Linked DNA regions of Mus musculus: all the other regions are linked to region 1. The links are chromatin contacts, called in public Hi-C, HiChIP or PLAC-seq and promoter capture Hi-C maps. All regions are on one chromosome and are shown on one strand. Each heading gives the region's core, a stretch centred on a gene start, on an enhancer-like site or on the middle of the called end of the contact. The rest is flanking DNA. Distances are from core to core; before and after follow the strand shown. Region 1 holds the start of Lacc1 (laccase domain containing 1). Region 2 holds the start of Vwa8 (von Willebrand factor A domain containing 8). Region 3 holds the start of Zc3h13 (zinc finger CCCH type containing 13). Region 4 holds the start of Dgkh (diacylglycerol kinase, eta). Region 5 holds the start of Akap11 (A kinase (PRKA) anchor protein 11). Region 6 has its middle 25 kb from the start of Gm30662. Region 7 holds the start of Tpt1 (tumor protein, translationally-controlled 1).

Region 1 (2,974 bases), core at 310-2,809:
ATTTTCTTCATCAATTTTTTGTTTAATTGTATACAAAGAGGCAGCCAGGCAGGGATGGCTAACAGTCTCGAATTTTCCCGCGAGACGTGAAAAGCCATTTCCTGCTTCCAATTCACAGAGGCCATACTCCCCATCCTTTTCCTTGCTGGCATTTCTGCAACATATTATGCAAAGGAACTTGGCCTTGGGAGCGTGGTGGTAGTGAATACCATCCAGTGTCTCCAGTAAGGTCTCATGGCAGTTTTTCTGTGCATTCAATTGTAAACCAGAGAGATCAATCAAGACTGCTTCTGCCATTCTTCAATCAGGCAGTCTTTTTTGCCCCAAAGACTTTTTATGCCATAGCAGCTGTAAAGAAAAGTGATCACAAATAACAATAAATTCGATCTTCTTATAGATACAACCGAAATTTGTGGTGAACAAAAATAAATAAATAAATATAAAAATAAAAATAGGAAGTAAATTGCATCAATACAAAAAGTAACCAAAATAAATGTAGTGTGCAGAGCAGAAAAGCCAGTGCACCATTCATCCTGACAATTAAGGGCAGAGCCATCTTTTATTTTGTGAACAGCTGGGTACATTTTTATAGAATAGAAATTATGCTTTGTTTTCCTTATAGCAGATTTTAAGTACAAAATTACTTGTTGTCTGAGATCAAGTCTTTTTAATTATAGGATGTAAATCTGTTATGTCATTATCCCCATCATGTCTATAAGATTAGATCACATCTCATGAAATACTGAGGTCTCACCTTTAGGATATTAAGTTGAGCAGTATCAGCAGCCAATCTTCTTTGGGGTTGCGGTTGGGACAGGGATTCGAGGCAGAGCTTCTCTGTCTAACAGCCCCAGCAGTCCTGGAACTAGCTATGTAGACCAGGCTGGCTTCGACCTCAGACACCTGCTTGCCTCTGCCTCTGCCTCCCAAGTGCTGGGATTAAAGGTGTATGTCACCAGAAAGAAAGAAAGAGAGAGAGAGAGAGAGAGAGAGAGAGAGAGAGAGAGAGAGAGAGAAGAGTAAAGGTGTCTGTCACCATAAGCAAGCAAACAAACAAACACACTCATTTTTTAAAGGTAAAAGCTAGCCCACAGGCTGGGCTTTCCCCCCAGGTTTACACAGTCCTCCGCACTTGGGATAATCCCAAAAGCCACTGCAACTTGGATCAGGGTCGATTTCTGACCACTTGCAGATTCTCTGAACTCCCTGTCCAGGCTGGAGCTCCCCTCTGCCGACCCTGTGACCCCCAATTCTGACACCTACCATTGCTGAGCCTTCACCCCGACGCCCACCCCAACCTCCGCCCGCCCCGTAGGGCACTGGCGCCTTCATTCATTCTTTCCGCCAGCCGTGCAGGCGACCTCGGAGGAGCCTGGACTGCACGGTGTGCGTCCGTCCGTCCCGTCGCCGCGCCGACCTCCCCTCCGCCCGGGACTCACCGCAGGGCTGCTTCCCGCGCTCTCCTCGGCGGCCGCGAGCTGGGGCGTGAGCTGCAGGCTCGGCGCTCGAACCCCAGTGGCTCCCAAAGTCACCGGCCGGCCGGTCCGCCCGCCTCACCGCGTCCCCGGGCCTCCCGGCGGCCTCGGGCTCCCGCGGGCGTGCGCCCGGGTTTGGGTGTTCCCGCCACGGCCGCGAGGTGGCGCCCTGGAGACGCAAGGCCGAGCCCCTTGCGGGGGATTCCCGCGCCGCTCAGCAGTTCCGGGTCAGCGCCCGCAGTCACCGTGGAGGCCGCCTGAGGCCCGGGCGCTGAGGCGCGGGGGCCCGGAGAGCCGCGGGCGAGCGCGTCCCGTGAGGCGCCCGGAAGGGAAGGGAAGAAGCGTCCCCTCTCCCCGCGGGCCGTGGCGACTCCAGAAGGATCTGCTGACCCAGCAGTGTGGCCAGCTTGTCACTTAGCGCCCTCCAATCCGGGCTCAAGTAAGGGGACTCTGGTGACTTTTGTGGGGGAGTGGCTTTTTTTTTTCTTTTTTCTTTTCACTTTTTGTTTAGTTTTTAAGTTTCTAGTTAGTTTTCATTTTTTCCCCCTTTCGGCTGATTCTGTACTTTCATTTGGGACCAACATCCTTGACTGTTCACTTGTGTTGGCAACGTCGATTTCTCTTACCCCCCCCCCCAAGTGTGTCCCCTCACAGGACGGAATGCATTCATTCTTACAGTAGCAATAAGATAAAAATTAAGGCTCCTTTGTCCCCCAAGGGTTTAATGTTATTTATTTAAAAACAACAATTTGAAAATCAAGTACTGTTGTAAATGGAAAAATACCCACTCTTCAAAATATATGAGAAGGTAAGAGAAAGCGCATTTTCTGAGGACTGGCAATGGAGGAAGGAGAGGGCCTTCATTTTCCTTGGTCTTCCTCCAAGTGCTCAAGTGTTTCCTGAATGAGAAGACTCTAGGGGATCCGGGAGTCTAGAAGTCTTGTTAAGTGTGCACCCATCTCAACTTGACTAGCGGCCAAGGTAACCAGCCCACATAGAACCTACTCCAGGCCGTGTGATCACTTTCAGAGGGCACACATTGAATGCTCGCTGGACACTTCCAGGAACCCTGAGGGATAGATAACACAGATCTGATCAGACATGCATGCCTTGGCATAAACTTGCTGTCTGTTAAGGAAAATGGATTTTTTTTTTTAAAAGCAAGTTTAGAAGCTTTTTTTCTTGTTTTCATGTCCAAGGATGAGAGCTCAGGATTCATTCATGCAACAGCACTGGCAGTAACAAAACTTTCAAAATAGCTAAGTTGTTAGGGAAGTTGTGATAATGTATTTACATACCATTTCCTTCAGCATCTGGTCTGTCTGGGCTGCATTTCTTAACACTCTCTCCCCTTTCCCAGGCTACTACAGAGCCTCTCAATCCTGGTTGCACATGGGAACAAGTAGAACTTAATAGTAGAGTAGGTACCCCACACCCCGGCTGCAGATTGACTCAGAGTCTATGGGAGTCAGGCCTGGGCTTGTTTTGTTCTGCTTTTT
Region 2 (2,974 bases), core at 330-2,829, 1.8 Mb after region 1:
CAACTATCTCAGGCTCAAAGGAGGAAAAGCAATTTGTAAATTTCTATGCTGCTTGCATGTTTGCCATTAACCCAATTCACATAGGGATTAAAAAAGAAAAGAAAAGGAAAAAAAGAACAACAACAACAACAACAAAAAGAAAATAAAAAGAGGATATGACTCCTCCTGGGTAAGAGGGTGGAGAAGGTGCATTATAGATGTGAGGGAGAAAACACAGAGGCAGAGGCATCTATCTGGCAGGGTTCAGAGTGAAAATGAACACCTGAGTGAGGGTGGTGTGTGTGTGTGTGTGTGTGTGTGTGTGTAGAGGGGAAGCTGGGAGAGGAGAGAGCCAGGATCCAGGAAGCCAGACCAGGAGACCAAAAGAGGACCAGAGTAGTCAAAGAGGCTGGATTGTAGATGGAAGAGCAGCTTGGGGGAAAGATAGTACTGCCTCTGGGTTGGAGAGTTCAGAGTAGGGGACTGAGTGCCTCTACCAGGAGGATCCTGTAACAGGTGGGAATGGAGAGATAGGAGGAGGATCTAGTGGCTAGTACCAGCTTTGATGTGTTAACAGGGACCTCTGTTAGCTTTTATCTGTTAACTGGCACCTCCTATAGCTGGTTGTCTCAGATTTGAGGCCTAACAGGTGTGGTTGTGAAATAGTGAGAATCTATCCATGTAATAATTATGCTGTTTTGACATCTTTAATGTTCACTCCTTTATTTTCGATTTCTCCAAACTAGTTTAAATTATTTCTCTGCCACCTCCATTTACTTCTAAGTTTAGTTCCTCGGGAAGTTTAAGTGCCTGGGAGGTGGGTGCTTAATATGGATGTAAGATACAGGTAGGTCTAGAATTGGCAAGGCCATTCTCTGAGAGCCAGGCCTGCATCTTGTTTGTTTGATTTCATTGTGCAGAACTTCATTAAAACTTTTTGCTTTGGTTAATTCACTCTTGACATTTTGGGGAGGCAGCCTAATTACATTAGACTTTGTTTGCTTTATGGAAGACTGCTGCTGCTTTTGGAATGCATGGTAGGGAGGGAGCCTTAGTCAAGTGTCCTACTTTTTCCTCACTAAAGACATAAATTATGTTTATATAACCCTTGCCTTGTAGCCTGACTGGATCCTTCTGGTAGTTGAACGTTTTTTCATTCACCATTATAGTGTAACATTTCCTCTTGCAGTTTAGAAGATGATAAAACAGGAGCGGCAAAGGAAGGCTAAACTGAAGCTTTCAATGCCTGTGGTGTGGAAACCCTGGGAAGATGACAACGAATTAAAATAGGTGAAGTTCCAGAATCTCTTGAATATTTTCTCCATTCTGAAAAAAGATCCGAAGCAGTATCGAGGGGAAAGCCCACAGTGCATCATAACACAGTAGGCTAGCAGCCAAGAAAGAAACAGGGCATACGCTCAACTGTGCTAAAGGTCTTTGGCATCTCCCCAGCTCCGGGCGTCCCTGGGGCGACCACGCCTGGGGCGGCGCGCCGGGCTCCGGTAGCCGATCCTACCGGCTGGCGCTCGGCCTGCCCTCCGCCCCGGGCCGGGCCCATCCCGCAGAGCCCGGCGAGCCGGGGGAAGGAGTTTCCGGCGGACCCGCCTCCCTGCCGCTTCCTGTCCCGCTCGCCGATCGCCTCCTGCCCGGTCCAGGGACTGTGCTTGTCCGAAGCCCCTGGAGGTCCCACGCATGCCTCCTGCACCATGCAGTCACGCCTCCTCCTCCTAGGAGCCCCGGGCGGCCTTGGGGACGTGGCCTCCCGGCGAGTGCGGCTGCTCTTGCGGCAGGTGTTGCGGGGCAGGCCGGGCGGGGACCAGCAGCGGCTGGAGGTCAGGCTGCTGCACTCTGGGGCGACCGACTCAGGTAACTGGGCCCTCCGCCTTCGCTGCCGCTGCCCTCGCTGCTTTGTGATGTGGGGCAAGGCGCTGGCGCCCCCTGGGCTCCACTCTGAAACCTTAGGGGTCCGGACTAAGGTCTCTGATGCCTAGGAACACAGTTTTCTCCCACTGGAGATTTTTGTACAAGAATCCTCACGTAGACTCTAGGACACTGAGAGGTTTATGCTGCAGCCTTTGGGGGCTGTTAAGACTCGTGCTTGACCTTGACCTTTGACTCCCGAGGGCTTGGTTTTGTGTCATGAGCCAAGTAGGGCTCGTGATGGCATAGACACGTGTACAATCTTGCTGGAGAACCTGTGCCCATGTTCCTTCCCAATTTTAACAGAAGACTCGGTTTCAAGCACTCTTAGAACTGAAAGTCATCGCTTTAGTTAAAACCCTATACTATAGTCGGAATGAATGAGTCCCAAAAAAGAGGGAAACAAAAAAAAAAAGTGCCTCGCTGAGGATCACAAGGTGAAATTGCGATTCAAAACTTGCCTGTCCTCGATTATAGCTTCTAGAGCATGTACTTGCTTTCCACTCTGTTACTCAGTTTTCATCTGCGTGACAACATTAAAACACACACACACACACACACACACACACACACACACACACACACACACACAGAGCAGCCTAAAACAAGGGAAGATTTCTTGGCTGGAAGTTACAGATGTTTCAGTGTATGCTTAATACTTTAATCACTGTGGCCTGTGGTGAGGCAGAAATTCGTGATGACAAGAGGACTTAGCAGAGGGAAGCTGCTCTCTCAGGGAGGCAGAGAGAGAGGAATCGGGGATAAGACCTACTTTTCAAAGAATCTACTTTGTCTCACTAGGTTCACCTCCTTGTGTGTGTCATCTCCAGATAGTATCATCTCATCTAATAAATCCATCATTTCACCAGTCCAGATGATAATACACTCTTATCAGAGAAGGCAGATGTCAAGGGTAGAATGTGGTACAATCTGACAGGCTTTGAGGTTGAGCAGTTTTGGGTAGACTCCGTTTGTTTGTTTGTTTGTTTGTTTGTTTATTTATTTATTTATTTATACTCTCTAGCTAACTATAAGAGCCATGAGTCAGCAGATAGAACATTTAATTGAAAAGAGG
Region 3 (2,974 bases), core at 312-2,811, 1.8 Mb before region 1:
AAACATTGATTTATGGACAATGGTGCTCATTCTAAAGAAACTAAGTTATTTATCAACAAAATTATTTGAATCAACTATAGTTTACAATGCAATCCCTTAAAATGACTCAAAATAATGTCTATTCAAACACAATAATGATACATTTGGTAATGTTACAATAATTACTTCCAGAAATGTTACAAATTAAGACAGAAAGTACATGCACTGTAAAATGTACTAAAATGTTATTGGCAGTTATCACTCCTTAATCAGATTATTGTTGAGTTCTGGGCAACATGTGTTTTCTTTCTTAACATGGTTTCTTTTAGATGACTACAACTTTCAGATAAGAAATTTAGGTAACATCCAGAAGGAAGCTATTTTCGTTTCTACAATGAAATAAAGTGTTTGTTGCTATGAAATAAATATATTTTGTGTCTCTTTTAGATCTAGCTCCTGGAGGTTCTGACGATTGGATCTATGATTTGGGCATCAAATATTCGTTTACAATTGAGCTCCGAGATACAGGCAGATACGGATTCTTGCTGCCTGAGAGATACATCAAACCCACTTGTGCAGAAGCTTTGGCCGCCATCTCTAAAATAGTTTGGCATGTCATCAGGAACACTTAATGCCCTAACCTCCGCTCTCATTATTTTTATTTTATTGATTTCAGCAACACTTAACTGTTGCATTAGCTTCTAAGTTGAATCAGTTTCCTTGGTTTTGTTGAAGAATAAAAAGCACACTACTTTGAGCTTAAGAGTGAAAATGGCCCCCTGTGTATTTTAACATTTTTATTTTTATTATTTTTATTCTAAGAGGTTAGCTACTGGTCCCACCCCACCGTCCCTTGATTTATGATGAACAGCTATCTTAAGCAGTTTTAAGATGTACTGTGTGTGTGGTGGGGCGTGAGGGTGTGAGTTTAAGCACCAGGTTTATGCTGGACCCCCATCAGAGGCCAGAAGAAAATGGGGAACCGCTGTTACTGAAGGTTACAGAAGGTGGTCAGCAGTCACGTGGGGGATGGGAGTCAAACCTGGTCTCTGAAAGAGCTGCAACCGCTTTTAACGGCTGGAGCCATCTCTCCAGCTCCTCCTAAGCAACTTTTACCCTAAATCTACGGAGATCATTGGATCCAAGCAGGAAAAGCAAAGGCACTCTGTAGCACCTCAAGGGTTTGCACCCTAAAATTTTAATCAGTCTCTGCTCTTGTTCTTGAAAACGCAATCCGTGCATTTCTGCTCCAGCTTCAGGCCCAGGCGGGGGACGGGCGGTTGTCAAAATCTGCAGCTTCGAAACGCACCAGGCTGGTGGTTACTGCCGAAACAAAGTAGCACTTTATGCGATGGAAAACGGTGAAAACCAGAATCTCAGTCAACTGAGAATCTCCGTCCTCCCACGCTGACTCCGTGTCCCCAGACCTTAGTAAACAGGCGTCAGGAACACACTCCGCACTGCCCTCGCGTCGGACGCGAGGGGGCGTGGTCTGAGAGGGGCGGGGCTTACTCGATGACGACTAATCTGGGGGCCGGAAGCTGCCTTGCCTGCGGAGGAGTCGGGCAAACTCGCGACTTCCGTCGGCTTTTAGATGCTGCCAGTGTAGCGGCCAGGCAGAGTTGTGGTCTTAGCGTTGCTCTGCAGTGGCTTCTGTGCGTCTCTCGTCTCGTGTCCGGAGCTCTCCAGAGCTGGGAGAAGATCCGGGCGGCTCCGCTGCTCCCTGTTCCCGGCGTCCGCCCCGCTTGAGGAGGGCCGGCCCCTGGGAGCCGCGCGTGCACGTCCTCTTGGTCGTCCTCCCGGGGCCGGGCGCGGGGACAGCCGGAGCTGAGGCGTCAGGGACGTCCTGAAGACTGCGCTTACAAGGGTGCTTGGAGAGGAGGTAAGCGTTCGGGGAGCGGATGGGAAGAGGCGTTGGACCCGGCTCGTGTGGGCGTCCTGCGCTGTGGCCTCCATCCTCGCTCGCCTTGTTCTGTGCTGCTTGTGTTTCTGAACGCTGTTTGAGCATCCCACCCTTGACTCTGCAGAGGCTCTTGGTGTTAGATCTGGCTGTTGCTCCAGTTGTGATTCTGCAGTCTGTGTCAGGAAGCAGGCGGACTCGGATACCGTGGTGTGGTGGTCGCATTTGTGTGTGGTGAAAGGATGCAGCAGTTGTGTTTCTTGGATTTAGAGTTGCCTTCTTCACGTATTCCAGATCTATTGAAGAAAGGAGAGTCCTTTTGATTGTTCCTGGTCTTGCTTATTTCCCGGCTGCAGTAAATACTATTGGGAGTGTAGGAGTACTGTTTTATCTTTATACTCCCAGGCAACGGGAAGCTGGAACGAAAGGAGAAGATATATCTGGCAGTATCACTTGCTAAGCAGGTTGACATTTATGTGGCTGGAAAAGTATTCAGAGTTGAAGAAAATACTTGGATGATATTGGTAGGATCTTGCTTGTGAGAGGCAGTATCTTAAGTTAATTCGTTTTATTAGGAGTCTTCAGATAATTTGAACTCTTTCAGTTATGGGCGTGCACAGTCTCTCCTGGTTTGTGAATTTCAAAAAAAAATAATTTGAAAAGGTTGGACCTTTAAGTTTGGCATTTAAGGGTTTAAAAGTCTGTGATATGTTTATTTAGTTAGTCCAGATCACTATGCGGCTCTGCCTATATGCTTAGTTTTGCTATGTAGTACTTAACATTACTAGCTTTAGAATCCAAACAACAATATTTCGCAACACAGACGTATAAATTTTTAAATAACCTCCAACTTCTTAGTTAGATTATATCAGATGACAGTTTCATCTGGAGACTTAGCAAGCTGATGTAGGAATGTCACAATTTCTGTGCAAACGGTTGTGCCCTGAAACTTGAGTTTCAGTGTGAGCATCTGGTAGGATGTAGTTGATACCAACACATAGGGGGTGACTCAGATACCTAAATGTGCAGAAACTCAAATCCCTTCTGGAAAACGATGTTTTATATGCCTTCAATCATCTCTATACTTCTAATACA
Region 4 (2,974 bases), core at 256-2,755, 1.7 Mb after region 1:
AGAATAGCTTACTCCCTAATGATGATCGCAATAGAACACGAACAGATGGGCTACCTAACGTGCAAACTCACAAAAGCAAAAGCAGTTGCAGATGGATCAAAGTCGAAGGACACTCCTGAAAGGTCAGGAAGCAGGAGGCAGCGAATCGTACCCTGGCAAACCGGCTGGAAGTCTATGGGTAAGAAAAGGAGAAGCAAGCCTGGCACCTGACCTACAAGCTCTCAACAGGCAGAGGGCCCGCCTGAGCAGACTCAGGAAGTCCCTGGGAAAACATCATCAGAACAGCACCGCAGCAAGGATGAAGCCAGAAATTTTGGACCAGGCTTTTGAGACGGTTCACAACGTCAATCAAAAAGGACTAAGAAATACGTAGATAGGGTATGCAGAGCCAAAATTCATTGCCCACTCAAGATTACAAGGGTCTACGCAGGACGGGGATTCCTGGGAGGAATCCCTGAAGGGATGGATGGATAACAGACGGCTCAGTTTGAGGTGCAAGAAATAAGTTAAAGGAGTTTAGGGAATAAATCCAAAGACCTCGACTCTTCTCACACGCAACACTCTGAGCCCCTAAAGTGACTCAATCTACGCGTGGCGTGTGCTGTGAGATCCAGGCGAAAGCGAAGTTAGCCGGTGGCTGGATCCCGGTCCAGGTCCCCTGACCCTCGGAACTGTTCAGGGCAGCCGCGGCCACTCGAGTCGGAGGCGTGGCTCTGGGCTTCTGGCAGCCACCAGCCTCCACAGGCGGCGGTCCTTGGGAACCTGCGTGCCCAGGTGACTGCCAGGGCGCGGTCAAGAGGTGAGCCCCGTCTCCTCCCGGCGCCACCCGCTGACCGCGCAACCCCGTCGCCTCCACTCCCCGGGCCGCCGCGCCACACTCGGGAATGAAGTGCAAAGTTGGGAAAAGGATGAAGCGCGGAAACGGTCCTCTAAGGACCGTCGCCAGAGGCCGACCGGACAAAGGCGCTTCGGGCGGCGAGCAAGGAGGAGCCCGGGCGCCGGAGGAAGCGCTGCCCCGGCTGGGAAGCAGCTGGGGACCTCATCCCGGACCGCTTCCTGAACGGAACATGGGCCGGGAGGGGGAGGCAGGGAGCAAGGACAAGCGGGAGGGGTGGGCGCGGGCGCGGTACCCACCGGTTCCTCCCAGGCCGGGCTCTGGGCTCCAAGCACGGGGCGCACGTGCTGAGGCTCCATCGCGCCGGCCCGCGCCCGCTGGCCGCCGGGGCGCACGGACACCGGCCCCCGCTGCCGCTGCCGCTGCCGCCGCCGCTGCCGCCGCCGCTGCCTGCGCCTCCCTCGCTGGGATCGCTGTCGCTGCCGCCGCCGCTGCCTGCGCCTCCCTCGCTGGGATCGCTGTCGCTGCCGCCCTGGCTCCTGCCCGGGGCCAGCCACGGGCCCTCCCGCGTTCTCTGGCTTCCGCCGCGCTCGCCCGCCCCCGCGCCGGTCCCTTCCTCCGCCACCGCCTCCGCAGCCGCCTGAGTCCCGCTCCACGGCGCGGCGGCGAGCGCTCGGCTCCTCAAGCCGCCGCCGCCTCCCACGGCCGCAGAATCCGCCCCTCTCTCTCTCCTGTCTCCGCCTCCGACTCCCTCCCCTTTTCTCCCGCCGTCCGCCCCTCCCCCAGCGGCCCCTCCCGGCGGGCGGCCCGGGACGCACGTGACCCCCCTGCCAGGCCATATAAGGCGCGGAACCGAAAGCAGCCACCGGGTGGTCACGGGCACCGGGCAGTGGTGCGGCTAAAAGAGGCAACCGCGCCGCGGGGCCCGGATCGCCAGAAGAATCGGGGGATGTCGGGGATGAGTAGCTTGCGCCGGACGAGCGGAACCTGGCACCCTTTCCCCTTGGCATCCCTCGCCACGGGTGCCTGTAGCCCCCGACGGCCGCCTCGGGAGCTAAACCTGGAGCCAATTGCCCAGGACAGTACCTGGCTTCAACAGAGCGAGGCTGCGCTTCGCACCCCTGAGCCACTCCCAAGCACCTATTCCGGCAGCTGAGATGTCTGGCTGGGCTGTCTGGGGAGCCCTGCTTTTGTTCATTTTCTATGGCTGAAAGATTTCGTGGAAAGAAAACCAGCTAAGGAGCCGGTCTGTGGTCCGCTGTGAGCGCTCTGCTCAAATTAGGGACAGGGGCAGTTCCGAGAGAGAGCTCAAATGTCAACTGTCTCTCCTGCTGCTCTCCGGGAAAAAGAAAATGAAAATTGCAACAAGCAATTTTTTAAATCATCTTTCCTGAAATCATCTTTACTGGCAGTGAAGATGGTTTCCATCTAGTTGCAAACCGAGCAGTGACTGCATTTGCATGGGTCATTTCCTCTCTCGTGGACTTCAGACTCCTGCCAGCACCATCTTCTGGCCCTTAGTCTGGTAGACAGATGAATTCACACGTTTTGAAACCGAAAAATCAAAACACTACTTGATCCAGCATGCTCCCACGTCATACTAATTTCCGAGGCTAATATTCCGCTGAAGCTACACTCATAAAGGTCACCTAAGGATTGTGGAGAGAGCTAAGCCACTGGATGGTTTCCAGCCCTCACTTTCTATAACTTGACTGACTAAATTTGCATTCCTGAATCTCTCCTTTAAATGGGCCCTTGGACTGTTGGGTCTTCTTTGTTAGTGACTATGCTTTGTTCAGTGGCCTCCAACCTGCTGCCTAAATAGCCTGTCCTTCATTTACTTTGAATGAGGTTTAAGTGGGGTGAGTGAGCAGTCTGACCATGCTGCGTTTACCTCAGCCCTGGGATCACAGCTGAACACTGGGGCTCACTCAAAACCAGCCCTTCATTCCATCTAGGTGAGCATTCTACCTGCCGACTGAGCTATCCCAGACCGGAAGCGAACTTCTCTTTTTCAAGCATATTGTTACTTTTTTTTTTTTTGACTTTTCTTTTTCACTTAGGTGTCTGTGTCTGTGTGTGGGTTTGCGCATATGAGTGCGAATTCTCATGGAGGCCAGAAGCATCCAGTAAGTATCC
Region 5 (2,974 bases), core at 264-2,763, 1.5 Mb after region 1:
CAACTTAGAAAGACTAGCAACAAAGATGAGTGGAAGGGAACTTTTGCTAACTCCTTTGCCCACTCACCTAAGTTTTTCATATCTCCCTGTGTGACTAGAATTCCCCTATTTATAGCTGGAAATTTCCCTTTACACAACCTGCTGCATTATGATCGGAATTGGCTGAGTTCCTTTCCCAGACACTAAGTCTTTGGAATTAAAATAAAATGTACCATCCTTTCTCCCAAAGGATTTTCTTCTGTTTCCCTGACGAAGCCCTGGAATTCAGAGGCTTGAGAAGGCTAGCAAATCTCTCACTACAGTTCTGGGCCTCCAACTTCAGAATCTTCAACAACTGAGAAACATCACTGGGCACAGAGTATATACTGCCAATTCCTTTCCAGGCAGATCAGTTGAGCAGTTCTGTAGCTATCTACATTAGCCACAGCTCAGCTTATAAACCCACGTCTTCCCCAATTCCCTCATATCCCTTCATCCCTCATAAGTCAGTTACTAACTACACAACTAATTGCTTAATTTACTGCCAACCTATGATTCACAATCCTGCCTGGAAAACACAATCAAGTATGAATAACCAGGTTATTCCTTGAAAAAAATGCTTCTATAGTTTGAAAGATTAGGTGGGACTATTGAAAATGACATCAATCATACTAGGCTGCCTTTTACCAGCACACACACCAACACATACACACACACACACCAAGCAAACACAAAGACATTAAAACAAAATCACCTTTGCATGAATAAATACTCCATCTTTCCTGATGCCCTTATTTTATATATTTTCATACATAACAAAATTGAGTACCAATATAAATAACACTGCTAACAAGGTGAGAAAGATGCAAAGGAAAACAAGCGATTTAGAAGCAAATGGATAATCACAAGGCTATAAAAGAACTGCGAATATTAACTCCAGTATGCGCCAAGGCCATTAGCGATGTGTCTCAGCAGTATTGCTCACCGCAAAATGCCTTAATGCCTAAAGCTAAGCCACCTCCAACTAATAGGGTTTTTTTTTCTTTTCTTTTCTTTTTAAAGACCGTAGGCAGAGCTAAAGGACTGTCACCAAGCTATACCAGGGGTTTAGACTGTACTGTCACTGTGGTCTGGCCAGCCCATTTTCTATTTGATAGCGCAATTCGGATGCTTGGCCAGCCTGGAGGCGACGTGACAGCGATGCAAACAGCGGCATCTGGGGTTAGGGCAGCGCCGGGGACCTGGGTTCGGACGCTGACAGGGAAGGATGCTGCTGCGGAGGACAAAGTGCACCGTCCTCCCGCCCGCGCCCCACGCAGCGAGGCCACGGCGCCCGGCCGCAGTCTGGACCCGGCCCTCTGGCTCCCGGTTCCCTGCCCCGCTCACCAGGCGGCACAGCCTCTCAGCTCCCGGGCATGTCAGCCTCCCGTCACGGCCCGCAACGCCCGGTGGCGCGAGCCGCAGCGCAGCGGCGCTCCCCCTCGCCCGCCCCAGCCCGCGACGCCACCGCCGCCGCCTCCCCACGCCGCCCACTCACTCTCGCGAGAGCCGTCGCACCTCTCGCGAGAACGACCCCGTGGCCGAGCCCGCGCAAAAGGAACAAGGGGTGGGGGGAAAATATCTTCCCACGTGCTCTGGAGGGCAAAGCTGCGGGTCGCCCGTCACGTGACGCGGAGGCGCCCTCTCCATTGGCCAGGCGGCCCTCGGCCCGTGGGAGCTTTAAACCTCGAGCTGACCTACGAACTCTCGGCTGACGTCTTGCGCGCTTCCTGGTGCGTTGCCTTGGGAACGGCTTAACCCTTTCCTCTGGCAAGCGCCCGAGCCCAGGATGCTGGCATCCCATCCGCCACCCTTAGACCTTCCTGGGGCTGGTTTCCCACAGCCAGTGGCAGCCCACGACATCAGGGGTCCAGACACAGCCCATCCTTCAGAATGGGTCTGCCCGGTTCCCAACATCATCAGGGGAAACCACTGAGGAAGCCTTGGGCCCAATCGGAACCTCTGGAGTCAGTCTAAAGGGCAGTGCACTTCCCAACCCCACGGGCCATTGAAATTGGAAAATAAGGCTTTGACCACCAAGAAGCCTAGCCTTGGGTGACAAGCTGTGTGATTCCTGTTTAAATCAGAGGAATCGGTGCAGTCATGTTGCATGGTCTCCTCAAGGACATACGGTCCTCAAACTGGCCGAGAGATGAGAAGGACATTTTGAAGTAGATGCTCCTTATTTGTTTTATCCTCTTTAGGGGAGAGAGACAAGAAAGAGTACAGTCATATCTTCGTTCTCTTCAACAGCTTTTGGCTGCTTTCCTTACACGTTTTAGGCATAATTCCAGGTTGTCTATTGAACACTATGAAGACAAATAGATTAGGTTGTTGAGAGCTGGGGCCGGGTTGGGGGAGGGGGTGGATATCTGTAGGTGTTAACTCGCAGATTATCATCATCTGATGGTGGTGGTTACAATTGGGCCACTGCTTGGGGGTGGTGCCCTTGTGGGAGGAAAGATTCAGGCAGTGATTTGGATAGCAGCCCTACATCGCTAGCAGAAAGTAGAATAATTCACAAGCCCCAAATCCGGATCTAATCTAGCACATTTGAATAACAAGAAATAAACTTGGGATGATAATAGAGGCTAGATCCCTTACTGCTTCATCAACCAAGAAAAGAACTGGGAGTTTAGTCTACAATGAAAAGCTTTGACCTCTTAAAGGGGGGAACAATAACAATTAGTTTAAAAAAAAAAACAAAAAACTAGTAAGCTCTTCCCTGTAGAGAGTGAATTTTACGGAAGCTGAAACAACAAGGAACTCGTCCAGGTAAAAGACAATCCTGTGAGAACCAATTTCCAATGACCTTGACAGTCTCCAAAATGTGTTAAGTCAGAGCCCTAAGCGCTGGCTGCTGACTTGTATTTAAAATATGTAGATTTTTTTTTTTTTTTATCATTTTGTTGTTTTAAACTACTTGAGAAGCGAATGGCCTGAGAGGCCTCTTGCC
Region 6 (2,974 bases), core at 183-2,682, 1.3 Mb after region 1:
TTGTGGCTACTCAGCACAGATAAGAAGTACAGGGAGGTAGGAGAATTCAGGCGGCCCTAATAGTGTGTTTCCTCCAATCAGTGGGAGCTATCCACCTGCAGCTGCACTTCTCTCTGAGCCTCTTCACCTGCACTCACTCTTTCCAAGGCTCCCTCCCAAAGATCAAACAAGCATCTAACCCTGAGAGCCCCCTCAGCCACCATCACCCTCAACGCTTACCCGTTTCCTCTTCCAGGTATATTTCATGTATATCTAGCCTTGTTTGAAGACACAGACTAGCACTTATACCACAAGAGAAAATATGACAATCACCAAATGTTATTTTTTAAAGGGAACAATTCATAGTCATTTATTTAACTTTTATAAGCTTCTATACACACACACAGCTAATTTTTGTTTTGTTGTGGGTTTTTTTGTTTGTTTTTGTTTTGTTTTGTTTTTTTTTCTTTTCTTTTTTTTTTTTTTTTTGAGACAGGGTTTCTCTATGTAACCCTTGCTGTCCTGGAACTCACTCTGTAGACCAGGCTGGCCTCGAACTCAGAAATCCTCCTGCCTCTACCTCCCAAGTGCTGGGATTAAAGGCCACTACCACCAGGCTAAGACAGTGTCAGATCCCAGTATAGGTGGTTGTGAACCACCATGTGGTTGCTGGGAATTGAACTCAGGACCTCTGGAAGAGTCGTCAGTACTCTTAACCACTGAGCCATCTCTCTAGCTGACTAATTTTAATTGTCAATCTGACACAGTCTGAAGTCAACTTGAGAAGAAAGCCCCTTTTGAGGATTGCCTAGGTCCGATTGTCATATGACCATGTCTTCAGAGGACTTTCATAATTATTAATTGTTGCAGGAGGGCATCCATAGCTCACTGTGGGTGGCACTATTCCCTAGGAAGATGTTCCTATGCTTTATGAGAAAGCTAGCAGAGAGTAGGCCTGAGAGATAGCCAGAGAAGGGGCTGGGAAGAAGGGCCCCTCCCTGTTTCTGCCTCACATTCCTCCGCTCACTTCCTGGAACGATGACTTCTGACCTGGAAGTGTAAATGAAAGAAAATGTTTCCTCTGCAGATTGCTTTTGAGTACAGTATGTGTCCCAGGAACAGAAAGCAAGCTATAACACCTGTGCTTGAACAGTTTTTACAGGGCAGAAACTGACATGAAGAAGGAACACTCGGGCACCTGGATAAGAGAAGGAGATGCCCACAGCAGATCATTAGAGTACTCACTCCCACTCCCACAGTGCCCATAGCCCTGGCTGCCCTTGCACCCAGTGTAGAGAACTTGAAAACTTGCTGATCCCCTTTCAGAGATCCTGATGTAATTGTTCTCGGGGATTCCTGGAAATTTGCATTTCAAGGGCTCGCCAGATGATTTGAGTAATACAGTAAGGTTTGGGAACCCCTGTCTCTAAGACACATAGTGAAAGACCACGACATAGAGAACTTAAAAGACGTAACTCTGCAGCTGCTCAGGAGGACTGTGGTTAATTCAGAGTCCTGAGGGAAGAGAAAAAAAACGTCTTCAGCAGATCTTTGTAAAGGAAACACTGTGGGATGTTGGCAACCACATCCTTAACAACATCCCTGCAGTAAACACAAAAATAAGTTCACAGACTCGCGTCCTGTGACATCCCTCAGCACTGCCAGGTTCTTTCCATGTGCTACCACATACTGCGAGCAGGTTCTGCTCACGTACAAATGTGGAGAGGAATTTTCCACTTTGGTTAGTGTATCTCCCCCTAAGGAGGCTTTATGCCATATCTTGGGATTTAAAAAACCTTCGGTTAGACACCGAGGGTATCAGCAAACATCCATCTTTGTCTGTTTCCTATATTGGGGGAGTTGCCCAGAAATGTGTGCCTGGCTCACATGTCCACTGCTATGGAGTGTTCAAAAAAAAAATCTCTAATCTATAGCAAAAAAATAACATTCCTGGGTGAACTCACATCAAACCCTACCTTCAGTGTCTCAGGAATAATAACTTCAAAATGAAAACATCAATGCAAATGAACGTCAAGCTGCAAGTTGCTATTCAAGCAAACATTGCACATCTGGTGGAGGGTGGGATCTACACGAAGCTAGACCACCTGCAGCTAACTCTAGATTCTATGGGACCAGAAAAACAAACTGTTTTTCACATAGGCAGAAAGTTGAAAAGCAGATAGTATCCAGCTGACAGTCACCTTCACACAGCTAATTCCTTCTATTCCCACCTAGTGATGGAAAGATACTCTCTACAGCTTTGAATTTGAGGAAATAATCGAGAAAATCATACTGTCTAGGACTTGGTACTAAAACCCATCAGAAGAGGCAACCCTTTGGGATTCTTGCATTTAGGTTCCAGGCTGGCCATCTTGCATCTCTAAGAGGTACAAAGCAAGGTGCCACCCAATCTGGATGAGGACATCCACAGGTCCTTCCCTAACCTGCCTCTCATGTCTCTGCAGCAGGTTGGGTTTGGGACTGTCTTTTCCAGAATTTGTCTTCCTAGAACACTTGTACCCAGCCTGGAGTTCAACGTGTGTATGTTTAGTAAGTGACTGCTCGCCATAGTTTATGATTTGCATAGTTTGAAATCCCTGATTTCTTATTGAGTTCAGTGTAACGTCAGTAAAACAGATAGGAGGAAAAGTTTCAGTGTCCAGTTCTATCCTCTACAAATTAATACACATCTCCAGGACATTGCTTATAAGCTAACAGAAAGAACATGCTTTCAGCATTATAGAAACTGAATAATTCCAGTAGACTCTGGATTAAAAAGCAAAAACAAAAAACAACAGCAGTAGTAAGAAATAAACTCCAAAGTGAGTTGTTCTAGCATTCCAGACTGGTGAATTGAAGTTCAAGGACACCCAGAAGAAAAGGATGAAAAAAAAAAAAAAAGAAAAGAGTTACATCATCCCATCAATTTGGGCCATCGTTCTATACAGTCTTGGCTTCTTGTAATCTTGCCCTCACTCAAGAGTACACAGAAAGC
Region 7 (2,974 bases), core at 235-2,734, 1.2 Mb before region 1:
ATCTTCAGCTCTCTTTCACCATGGTTTTGTTTTTTTTTTTGTTTTTTTTTTTTGTTTTTTTTTGTTTTTTAATTCTTCAATGAGCCGGACGGTGGTGGTGCACATCTTTAATCCCAGCACTTGGGAGGCAGAGGCAGGCGGATTTCTGAGTTCAAGGCCAGTCTGGTCTATAAAGTGAGTTCCAGGACAGCCAGGACTATACAGAGAAACCCTGTCTCGAAAAAACAAAAACAAAAAAAAATTTTTAATGATGTTAAAAAAATACATTTGGGCATAAAACTGGAGAAAATAACAGAAAAATCCAAAAAGAATATGTTTGGGGATCTATGTAAATGAGCATTTTTGAATAATTTGAAAATGAATACCTGGGATGTGCAAATAAGATTCACATAACTCAGAAATAACTGAGTTTTGAGACTGCTAAGTCATAGCCCCTCGGTTCTATGTCTACGTTTTCTGATGTCCTTCACTTTTTTACTGTTACCCCGTGTCCTTTAGAGTATCTAGGAAAGCAGCAGACCACCGCATCTTAAGTGGACGGTTTTTCTTCTGCTCTTTGGCTAGAGTTTTATTCCTGAATGGTTTACTCTGTGCTTGTAACACTTTGTTAGTGTGAACTGCCTTCTCCTTTGACATACTAACCTAACCTTCTGTCCGAGGGCAGGCAGGGCTGGCTATGTCCTTCTTAAGCGAGAAAATTGCAACACTAGGGTTACAACGGACTATAACCAAATCTGGAAGGGAAGAAACTGTGATTTCATCCTGCCATACATGTTTACCTGAACGGTGGGTCTCGGAAGTTGTATGTTGTACTTCGTGGTGGATGCGAAAGCCCTTCAAGTGACCCGGGCAAGTGGGAAGCTCCTTATTTTGGGTCTGTTTAGTCCTGCATCGCCAGGAATAAAAGGGATAAAAGTGACAATACAGAACTGTCCTAACAAAGGACACCGTTTGCGACCAAGAGCAGAACAGGCCAGCGAAGAGCTGTCCGGCCAGACCCACCGCAGGCTTTCACTTTCGGAACCCACTAGAGGACCAGTCCCCAGGACATCTCCCTCCGCGAGCAAAACCGGTGCAGTCTGTGGGCAGCCAAGGACCGGAGGTCGGAGACCCGGGACACCAGCCCGGCGCCATCCCCGTAGTCCCCGCAGGCTCAGCGGCGCGCCCGACAACAGTCATCCGATTCTGCTGACATTTTCTTTCCGAGAAAGGGGTGGGAACTGAAGCGGCGTGGCGGGAGGCGGGGCGCAGTCACACCCTGGCCACGCCCGGGCGGCGACTCAAGCGTCCGGCCATCGGTCGGCCGCAAGTCCCTTCCCGTCCCAGCATGCCCCGGGCGCACTATCCGCACACCGCCCCCGTTGCCCCGCGCACCCAGGGGCACTCCGCATTGTGTCCCAGCAGAGTCCCCGGATGCCCTCCCGGGGCCGGCCGGGCGTAGCCACGCCCCCGCACCGCCCTGCGTTCACGTCACCGCTGACGACAGTTCCGGGGGAGCCGCGGACGGTGACGTAGCCGAGCGTGCCCTCTATATGAGGTTGGGGAGCGCCCGCGTCGGCCTTTTCCGCCCGCTCCCCCCTCCCCCCGCGCGCCGCTCCGGCTGCACCGCGCTCGCTTCCGCGCTGTCAGGCTAGCGCCGCCGTCCCCAGCCGTCACCATGATCATCTACCGGGACCTCATCAGCCGTAAGTCCCGGCGCCCGCGGGCCTGGGTGCGGGTGGGCACCGGGGAGGCCGGGGACACGAGCGCAGAGCTTGGGCCGGGAGCCGCCGCGTGCGCCGAGCCCGGCGCGGGAAATGGCGGGCCTTCGCTCGCTCACGGGCGGCTCTCTCTGTTCGCTTTCAGATGACGAGCTGTTCTCCGACATCTACAAGATCCGGGAGATCGCGGACGGGCTGTGCCTGGAGGTGGAGGGCAAGGTGAGCGGGGCGCCGCGCGCGGGGAGGCTGGCCGCCTGCCTGCCGGGTCGGCCGAGCCGGGCCGGGCTGGGCTGGGCGCCGCGGGGAGGCCGCTGGAACTCGTGCAATCCTCGCTGCCGCCTCCAGGCGGAGGAGACGCTCTTGCGGACCTTGGGTTTTTCTAGAAAAGTGGAGGCGGAGCCGAGCCTGGAAATAGGTCCGCGAACTCAGCGCCATCCTCTTTCCGGGCGAACGGGGACATATTGTCTATAAGACAGGTTTGCGCTGTGCGCGCTTAACCCGTGGCGACTCGAGAGAGGCCACAGCAACTTGGTTCCGCTTGATGAGAGTGACCACCTCTCTCAGTCCGGGCAGCGACTATTTGGGGGGAGGTTAAGATGTTTCAGGGAGCTGACTGATCGTTGCCGGACCTTTTTTTTTTTTTCTCTTTTTTTCTTTTTTTTTTTTTTTTTTTGCCCCTTCGACTAAGTTGTATTGTCTTTTTGTTTTGTTTTGTTTTCTTCTAAATGTAGATGGTCAGTAGAACAGAGGGTGCCATCGATGACTCGCTCATCGGTGGAAATGCTTCCGCTGAAGGTCCGGAGGGCGAAGGTACCGAAAGCACAGTAGTCACCGGTGTTGACATTGTCATGAACCATCACTTACAAGAAACCAGCTTCACAAAAGAGGCTTACAAAAAGTACATCAAAGACTACATGAAATCGTAAGTGACATAAACACCCCGTTTTGGTGGTCAGCTTCCTAGAAGAAGTTGGTTGCTTAGGTAGGAAGGGCTTAAGAAAGGAGGGTCTTTTGTTATACAGTGAAGGTTGATTTTCAATAATGTGAGCAAGCCGGTAGAAAGTTACTTTAAAGGTAATATAGGAATTACATTCTTTTAAATGGTTTCTTGTCACCTAGTAAACTATCATTTTGCTAGAAGACATTACCTATTGGAGCTTATATTCTTACTTTACTGAAAGATTATTCAGTATTTTGATGACCTGTTACTTTACTGTTTTAGACTCAAAGGCAAACTTGAAGAGCAGAAACCAGAAAGAGTAAAGCCTTTTATG

What was found. Promoter capture Hi-C pulls out the DNA fragments that hold promoters and counts their contacts. A called contact is a pair of places that touch in the nucleus more often than the background predicts. HiChIP or PLAC-seq counts read pairs in DNA pulled down with a chosen protein or histone mark.
Region 2: a Hi-C map of liver shows a contact between it and region 1, with 4 times the contacts expected there. The contact joins the promoter of Vwa8 here to the promoter of Lacc1 in region 1. A contact is called at or near these places in 1 of 39 promoter capture datasets (hippocampal neurons), 1 of 484 Hi-C or Micro-C datasets (liver) and 2 of 115 datasets of contacts at active chromatin or transcription factors (cardiomyocytes and pancreatic cancer cells).
Region 3: a Hi-C map of B cells shows a contact between it and region 1, with 6 read pairs. The contact joins the promoter of Zc3h13 here to the promoter of Lacc1 in region 1. A contact is called at or near these places in 1 of 39 promoter capture datasets (pre-B cells) and 1 of 484 Hi-C or Micro-C datasets (B cells).
Region 4: a contact with region 1 is called in an H3K27ac HiChIP or PLAC-seq map of bone marrow-derived dendritic cells, with 4 times the contacts expected there. The contact joins the promoter of Dgkh here to the promoter of Lacc1 in region 1. A contact is called at or near these places in 1 of 39 promoter capture datasets (maxillary cranial neural crest) and 1 of 115 datasets of contacts at active chromatin or transcription factors (bone marrow-derived dendritic cells).
Region 5: a promoter capture Hi-C map of embryonic stem cells shows a contact between it and region 1, with 4 times the contacts expected there. The contact joins the promoter of Akap11 here to the promoter of Lacc1 in region 1. A contact is called at or near these places in 3 of 39 promoter capture datasets (the 3T3-L1 cell line, embryonic stem cells and pre-B cells), 1 of 15 datasets of contacts at CTCF or cohesin (the NIH/3T3 cell line), 2 of 484 Hi-C or Micro-C datasets (B cells and embryonic stem cells) and 3 of 115 datasets of contacts at active chromatin or transcription factors (bone marrow-derived dendritic cells, embryonic stem cells and forebrain).
Region 6: a contact with region 1 is called in a promoter capture Hi-C map of second pharyngeal arch cranial neural crest, with 7 times the contacts expected there. The contact joins the enhancer-like site here to the promoter of Lacc1 in region 1. A contact is called at or near these places in 6 of 39 promoter capture datasets (the 3T3-L1 cell line, the C10 cell line, embryonic stem cells and 3 more) and 3 of 115 datasets of contacts at active chromatin or transcription factors (bone marrow-derived dendritic cells, embryonic stem cells and large pre-B cells).
Region 7: an H3K27ac HiChIP or PLAC-seq map of microglia shows a contact between it and region 1, with 6 times the contacts expected there. The contact joins the promoter of Tpt1 here to the promoter of Lacc1 in region 1. A contact is called at or near these places in 3 of 39 promoter capture datasets (embryonic stem cells, hippocampal neurons and maxillary cranial neural crest), 1 of 484 Hi-C or Micro-C datasets (B cells), 3 of 115 datasets of contacts at active chromatin or transcription factors (astrocytes, bone marrow-derived dendritic cells and microglia) and 2 of 9 other capture datasets (adipose tissue and liver).

Annotation. Positions count from the first base shown.
Region 1 is chr14:77,035,058-77,038,031 of GRCm38.p6, forward strand. Lacc1 (laccase domain containing 1) reads right to left here and starts at 1,560. Exons shown (of 8, transcript NM_172488.2): 1 at 1,440-1,560; 2 at 755-933; 3 at 1-348. The coding sequence starts at 297. Ccdc122 (coiled-coil domain containing 122) reads left to right here and starts at 1,715. Exons shown (of 6, transcript NM_175369.4): 1 at 1,715-1,914.
Region 2 is chr14:78,847,599-78,850,572 of GRCm38.p6, forward strand. It overlaps Vwa8 (von Willebrand factor A domain containing 8), which reads left to right and starts at 1,580. Exons shown (of 45, transcript NM_027906.1): 1 at 1,580-1,845. The coding sequence starts at 1,686.
Region 3 is chr14:75,282,805-75,285,778 of GRCm38.p6, forward strand. Zc3h13 (zinc finger CCCH type containing 13) reads left to right here and starts at 1,562. Exons shown (of 19, transcript NM_001359875.1): 1 at 1,562-1,861. It overlaps Cpb2 (carboxypeptidase B2 (plasma)), which reads left to right. Exons shown (of 11, transcript NM_019775.3): 11 at 427-751. The coding sequence ends at 611.
Region 4 is chr14:78,731,224-78,734,197 of GRCm38.p6, forward strand. It overlaps Dgkh (diacylglycerol kinase, eta), which reads right to left and starts at 1,506. Exons shown (of 30, transcript NM_001081336.2): 1 at 1,135-1,506. The coding sequence starts at 1,194.
Region 5 is chr14:78,535,347-78,538,320 of GRCm38.p6, forward strand. It overlaps Akap11 (A kinase (PRKA) anchor protein 11), which reads right to left and starts at 1,514. Exons shown (of 12, transcript NM_001164503.1): 1 at 1,366-1,514.
Region 6 is chr14:78,355,424-78,358,397 of GRCm38.p6, forward strand. No RefSeq gene overlaps it. Among named protein-coding and RNA genes, the nearest start is that of Gm30662, 25 kb to the left of the region's middle. Within about 2 kb of position 1,433, at least 54 of the 459 cell types and tissues checked have an H3K27ac peak or open chromatin away from gene starts, as enhancers often do.
Region 7 is chr14:75,843,772-75,846,745 of GRCm38.p6, forward strand. Tpt1 (tumor protein, translationally-controlled 1) reads left to right here and starts at 1,485. Exons shown (of 6, transcript NM_009429.3): 1 at 1,485-1,685; 2 at 1,846-1,919; 3 at 2,432-2,622; 4 at 2,923-2,974. The coding sequence starts at 1,658. It overlaps Gm4285 (predicted gene 4285), which reads right to left and starts at 1,193. Exons shown (of 3, transcript NR_045294.1): 1 at 1,003-1,193; 2 at 780-886; 3 at 1-211.